Linked DNA regions of Salvelinus alpinus: region 1 is linked to region 2. The links are chromatin contacts, called in public Hi-C maps. All regions are on one chromosome and are shown on one strand. The core of a region is the stretch at or near the end of the contact, and the rest is flanking DNA. Distances in the headings are between cores, read along the strand shown. Region 1 holds the start of LOC139574428 (sequestosome-1-like). Region 2 holds the start of LOC139574426 (calnexin-like).

Evidence for each region. Hi-C and Micro-C count contacts between places; a contact is called where the count stands out from the background.
Region 1: a Hi-C map of muscle shows a contact between it and region 2, with 16 times the contacts expected there. The contact joins the promoter of LOC139574428 here to the promoter of LOC139574426 in region 2. A contact is called at or near these places in 3 of 3 Hi-C or Micro-C datasets (liver, muscle and red muscle).

The regions. Positions count from the first base shown.
Region 1 is chr4:74,297,778-74,301,280 of SLU_Salpinus.1, reverse strand. It overlaps LOC139574428 (sequestosome-1-like), which reads right to left and starts at 1,906. Exons shown (of 7, transcript XM_071398985.1): 1 at 1,595-1,906; 2 at 458-553. The coding sequence starts at 1,763.
Region 2 is chr4:74,113,453-74,117,132 of SLU_Salpinus.1, reverse strand. It overlaps LOC139574426 (calnexin-like), which reads left to right and starts at 2,016. Exons shown (of 14, transcript XM_071398983.1): 1 at 2,016-2,105. It overlaps LOC139574427 (alpha-1,3-mannosyl-glycoprotein 4-beta-N-acetylglucosaminyltransferase B), which reads left to right. Exons shown (of 15, transcript XM_071398984.1): 15 at 1-892.

The DNA of each region.
Region 1 (3,503 bases), core at 657-3,156, 180 kb before region 2:
CAGACTGTTTTTTAATGCGCTTCAGCACTCAGTGGTCCTGTTCTGTGAGCTTGTGTGGCGTACCACTTCGCTGCTGAGCCTTGTGGCTCCTAGACATTTCCACTTCACAATAACACCACACAATAACACCACTTAGTTGACCGGTGCAGCTCTTGCAGGGCAGATATTTGATGAACTGACTTGTTGGAAAGGTGGCATCCTATGACAGTGCCACATTGAGTCACTGAGCTATTCAGTATGGTCATTCTCCTGCCATTGTTTTTCTATGGAGATTGCATGAATGTGCTCAATTTTATACACCTGTCAGCAATGAGTCTAGCAGGTGTACTTATGAACTAAAATGTGTCAGTAACAATGAGAATGCTAAGTTATTCTAGTAATGATGACTTAATACATTACACATTAGTAACAATTCTATTCATTTTTTATCTATTAGATTTGATCACAAAAGACTCACCCTTGATGAAGAGGCGGAAGGTGTAGTCCTTGATGCAGGTGAGGCCCATGATGAGCTCATCATCAGTGGAGAAGGCGATCATGTCACCGTCTTCATCTGGGTAGAAAATAAACAAAGATGTCACATCTCACCCAGATAATTACATAATAGCTGCCAGAGTTCACAAGGACATCTGTCCACAGCTTATCCTCACTAGCTTTTTTATTTGAAGAACAATGGTTAGTTTAGGGAATATTGTTCATACAAAAGGTGTTGTGCTAAGACCAACAGGGTTGTCATTTTCCAAGTCATTTTTTTTATTTTTTTATGCCCTATTTAAATTGAATAGTATAATTCACTACCTGGTTTGACTGTTGGAATTTAATTGACCCCAACCCTGATGCCCAATATGGAAAACGTAAATGTTGTGATGTGGTACCAGTCAAGATTATTACTGTATGAAATAAGGTCACCTCTGATTCCCTTGGGTTGAGGAGGCTTATTGGGAGTAGAGCTCTAATACAGTTGGTATTAACCCAGGAGGGGGAAAAACGATGTTGCTAAGTTACGGCAAGAGACCCCACTTAGCAATCCTAAAAGCCTAAACACTGGCATAAAAAAAATGCCCCCTTCACTGTTTCCCATGAATGGATGTTTTGTCCACTATGAACTGCCAGGTGTTTAGGCAGGGCTAGTTGAGATAAATGTAGTATAACAACCTTTGCCTGTTGAAGAATGAAGACTTTAGTTGGTAACTGACTTAAATTTGCCACATTGCATGAATGACAAATGAAACGGGGCCTGCTCACTCAATTTCTCTGACATTCAGCATGAAATGCAATGTTAAATGTAGGCCTGTAAAAACGCTCTGTACCAACTCTATCAGATTTATATAGTGCAATATGGTACATAGACAAATTGTCTTGTTGAGCTCTATTTTGATCGGCAGATGGCTGAATTTATTGCAATTTTGACACGCTGTTCTATGCTTCGACATTTAGCTGTAGTCTAGTTTGTCCAGTGCGCACTGCGCTGCGCGCGGCGAACAATATTATGGAAGATTACAGCCAAACACCAATATTAAGATATGACAACATACTAAACGCAATCGAAGACACTACAATAGATTCCTATAATGGTTCACTAGTATAGGCTTACCTTTGTAATACATTTGGTAGGTGACATTTCGCAGGGTTGAGAAAACATCCTCAACCTTTTTTTTCAGATACTCAAAACTCGTTGAAACATCTTGGTCGACAGCAATGCGACGAATTTCTTTCGGCGCGTCCTCCTTCCCAAGGAGATAGGCTTTGACGGTCATAGACATGGTTGAGTCTTTTCAACAATTACAGCCCTATACTCGCTCCGAAATATTTGTTGCGCAGTTAAAATGTTGAAGGCCCGCTCCACTGCAAACTCGATCGCTGTCAGTGCGTCGTGCTTTTCTGGGTACAGTTCCGTTTATGAACCTTATATCGTTGTCACGTGTAGTATTTATGCAGCTGTCTAGCCAATCACGAGGGCTTGGAGCTGCTTCATGGGGAAGTCCACCGTTTCTAAATGGCGAAGGTACGTGGTATTCTGTTTCATTGGGACGTCCATACACTCCATTAAAGTAGAAATGTAAGGGTTACTGTAAGGGTAGGAATTAAATGGGTAATCATAAATTGCTCCATCCAGTTTTTGACTTATAAATTAATTATATGTACACATTGATTTTGAAAAATATAACTTATAAATGGCTTAGTTCAACCGTCCCCATCAGAACCCCAAATAAACTGGTTTTAAACAAATTAAACGTAAACAAAAACTACATCGTTTTAACCATGTTTTGAGGCTATGCTTTTGATATCATGGATGGTCAGTCATTGCATCCAAAGCTCTGTCTATGAATTTGTGAGTGGTTACATTTCTCAAGCCCTATCCATAAGCTTATTAGCGAAACAGGGGAAGGGAAAACGCTTTGTTATTGTTTCTACTGCTGATTCCCGATTTAAGGTTAGGGTTGGGTTTAGGGTAGGGATGTCCCAAGGACACCGGATAGCACTAACTAAATGACAAAGCTCTGCTCCTTCTGTTGTTGTGCGCAAAAGGATTCCAAGCTAATTGAAACAAATGGGTGGGACTCTAAAGGTTGAATGAAGTTGAAGGCCGAAGTATGACAAGGCACTTTCCGTACCGGAATTCCCCGCGTGAGATCAGTGTTGATCTACACTAGCTCGAACTGTTCCAGTGACTTCAAACATTGACCTTGACTTGCCTAGTTAAATAAATAAAAATATTACGCATTGACCTCGATGACTGTGATGATATTTGAAGACGGGCTTTACTGATTTTCTCGTCCAAAAAAATCCTCATAGCCTCGATCTATTTTATTACTATGTTATTAATAGTCTTAATAGCACAAGGCCTATAGTAGTGAGAGAGACAGATTCCATTAGTTCACGAGTTACCTACTTCTGTATAGCAGAATTCTATGTTATAGGGGTATAGGCTAATACAAAGTCCATAATACACCTACATGACCATGCACCTTGTTTTAGTGCAGATAGACGTAAACGAAAGACTATGTGTCCTAGCCTTGTTGGTCTACTTTGACTAAGCATTCTTGCAGTCATCATGAGTGAAACATGTTGGTTCCATGGCCTTAAACAAGACATGAGAAACAATATGTTTCATAATAGGTCACTTTATTTATTGTTTTTCAATATACAGTACCAGTCAAAAGTTTGAACACACCTACTCATTCAAGGGTTTTTCTTATTTTTTAAAACTATTTTCTACATTGTAGAATAATAGTGAATACATCAAAACTATGAAATAACACATGGAATCATGTAGTAACCAAAAACGTTTTAAGCGAATCAAAATATATTTTATATTTGAGATTCTTCAAAGTAGACACCCTTTGCCTTGATGACAGCTTTGCACACTCTTGGCATTCTCTTAACCAGCTTCATGAGGTAGTCACCTGGAATGCATTTCAATAAACAGGTGTGTCTTGTTAAAAGTTAATTTGTGGAATTTCTTTCCTTCTTAATGCGTTTGAGCCCATCAGTTGTGTTGT
Region 2 (3,680 bases), core at 767-3,266:
CGGATGTAAGAGAAATATGTAGCTCTAATCAATGCATGAAGAATCATCTTTACTTCTCAGTAGAATCTATGTTTCTCATAATGACCATGAAGAAGTCAAGGAAGGAGGTCTCATGAGAGAGTGAAACTCCAATATGACAACCCCTCTTGTTCCACATGTTCTGCACTACTACTATAATGAATTGATGGTGGAATTTATTAAAGTACTATAATTGTCCTGACACCAGACTTATACATCTTCCAAATAGGCTCTGTGACGGCAAGGGCCAAACTCAAGTTCTATGTATTACTAGATGCAAAGTATTTTGCAGTTAAAGGGACACATTCATTTGCTTTTGCATACTTGGATCCAAAAACCATTCCTTTATCAGAGCCCAACCGAAAAACCATTGAAAGCCCTTGATCGAAATCTAAAGTGTTGTCGGCACAGAACAGGAGTATGGGATTTCAGCCAATACAAGTGTACTGAAAGAGAAATTAAACTTGGGGACTTAAATCAGAAGTGAGGCCGCTTTTCTATCGAATACAGAATGCAACATTGATTCTGCTCAATGTTAACACAGTTCCTCAGCAACAACTGACCTAAACTTGTTTTCCATTTATTGGGGTGTGTACTCCAGTAAACAGGCTGTTTTAGGAGCCCCTTCGTTGCTATCGGTATGGCCACAATACAGTAGCAGGTGCGTGGGTGCATTAAGTCAATGTAGGGCTATGGATAGAAAAATCTGGACTGTACCCAATGAGCAAAGAAGGAGAAAGAGTTTTCTTTTCTTGTAAGGTGCACTGGAATGCTTTGCTATTATATGTTGTATTTTGTATCATTTAGATAAAATATATTTAATGATGTTATCTATCCATTCTGTGAATTGTAATAAAGACGGAATTTCAATTGACATGGGTTTGTTTTTGTTTCAAGTTATTTGCTCTGGTCAATTCAATGCAAATCTGAGTAATCTCGTGTGAATTAGTCTGCTTTTGTGAAAGGTAGGCTACGCTACTTTTCTGGTACCAAATCACATGTACATGGGTCACATTCCTTGCATATTTCATTAATGGACCATGTGACTGCAAAGTCCCATTGATATTTTGACACCATAGGCTTTGGTGCTCGGTAGGATGCAAGTGAGTAGGCCTATGTGTAGCTATGACATTGTACTAGATAGAATTGGAGTGCCCGTTTTCTGCAATGCAACTTTGAAAGGCAATGTACACATTCACTGTAAACGCTGCATAAACTATGTCGGCTCAATCGGAAATTACCTAAATAAATGTCCATTGCGCTATAACCGTTCCTTCCGCAGGTCGGATTGAATGCATCTCTAGGCCATAATGTTTTGTGATAATATTGTAGGGTAGGCTATTTGATATTTTCATTTAGCAGCATACAGTCAGGGCACTTCAGAAAACAGGATGTATAGAATACAGCATTCATTTTCAAACATTATCATCCACACAATATAAAGCGCTTTGAGCACATGTAAAAGCACTACATAAATCCAGTCCATTATTATGGGGTTCAAATACCCCCAAATTTGGCCAGGATGGGGGCATGCAATTAGCATTTGTTGTTGTTTATGATCAGAAAAAAAGAACTGTATCCAAATTAATGCATCCATCAACAGGGATTTAATTATATTGTACATTATTGAATAAGCCTACACCATATTCAATAAGCCTCACATTCAGAATGATCACATCGGCGCTTTAGTTGATAAATTAATTTGTAAAGAGTTTGACTATTTTATTCGAACTTCACAAAGTACATAAATCATTAATTGATGATAAACTACAATAATCATCAATCATTTTCGCTGCTGCAAATTTATATTTGAGCCTTGTCTGACTATAACCAATCGGCATGCATTTCCTCTTAGAGCTGGACAAATCATCGCCGTCCACGAGGTTGAGATTGGGGGCGGAGACCATTCATTGTGATGAGCGTGTAGTACAAGCAATCAAATTCCTATAATTCCCGGAAAAGATCAACGTTTTCATGTTAGCAACCAATCAGCAAGTGGAGAAGGTGGAGCTACTAATCCAGTATGCATGCTCCAAAGCCACACGTGATCCGGCTGTAGTTCCAAGTGATCACATCTGAATCAGGAGGTAAGTAATGACGAACAAATATCACTTCTTACAAACATAAATCGCTAAATTATAATTTCAGTCTAAATTGACATAGAATGTTCAGCTGTTTGCATACAGGCCAGTATCGTTTAATTGCAATACATGTATCTTACTGAATAAGATCAAGAATCCATGCGTGGTCTTAGCATAGACTGGCTAGCTGACGGCCAGCTAGCAAGCTAATTTAGGCTAGTTAGTAATTAAGATAACAAATGAATGTCATTGTTCCGTTTATTGTCATGTAACACTGTCAGTTGCACACTTTGCTCGTGTGTTCATTTTGCCGACATTTTGTGTAAGACAAGTTGCACTAGCTAACTTGGCTACATGGGATGCATCGAACGTGGATAGCAAGCAATACCAGCCTCGAGTAGAAGCAAGGAAAATTGACAAATATTTCCTCTGTGAAAATTTTGGAACGTTATTGTAACAAACTATATTGTAGTTGACTAACGCTAGAAATCAGTAAAACATGTGGTGATGATGCAGCAGTATGTGTCATGGTGCGAAACAAATATGTGGCTATTTAAATCTCGTACACAAGTAAATGAATGGACTCATGATAAGCATTCTGCCATAATTATGTAGCTATGTCCTTTTTCGTGTGGTCATTGTAATCGCGTTTCCTGTATTGGATATGGTGGGTTACATTAGCGTACTACCTTCAAAAGGGGGTTATCAAGATGAGTACTATAGCTAGCTACAGATAATATTCGTATATGTGAAATAATTTCCCTTAGAAGCTACATGAAGCCTGCTTGTAGGAATTGCCACCTTGTTGCCCCTGTTCTACCATGGAAACGGGTATTCCTGGCAAGGCACTTAGAAGTCTGACCAGTTTTGCAAACCCACTTCCGCCACTGAATGAAACCAGAAAGTGCAACGGCTAGATAGAGGTCATACAGCGCCCTCTTGGAAATGTGGCTTTTACAGTTTGCTTATCTAACGGAATTGGTTAGCTTTGGGACACATCAGAAGTCTTTGTATTGGTTGGACTCCCCGAGTTGTGCATCGATCTGGTGGCTGGCGACAGAAAATAACCATATCACAACATAGCCAGCTTCACCCCCCCCCCCCCATTTTTTCTGCATCCACGGCACATGTATAATTTCGAGGAACTCGACTTACCAGATGTAAAGTGAAATGTTAACATCGCTATCGAATAAATGTCTGAATCCAACTTTTGTCTGAACTGCACCATATTCCTGCTGTGTGTGAAGTGCTTGGTCTAATTGCAGGAATATGGTGCAGTTCGGAGAACAATTGGATTCAGGCGCTTATTTGATAGCGAGGAACACTTCACTTTATATCTGGTAAATCAAGTTCCTAGAGATTATACGTATGCCTTTATTGACAGGAAAAGTTTTTGGGGGGTGTAGTTGTGGTATGGGTTATTTTTCGTCGCCACCCACCAGAAGGATGCAGAACTCAGGGAGTCCAACCAATACAGACTCCCGATGTTGTTTCCCAAAGCTAGAATTGGTGTGTCTTATTGAATGGTTCACACATTTCTAGAAGGCTATTGTGAGAAATGTCATTGGTATTCGATGGATG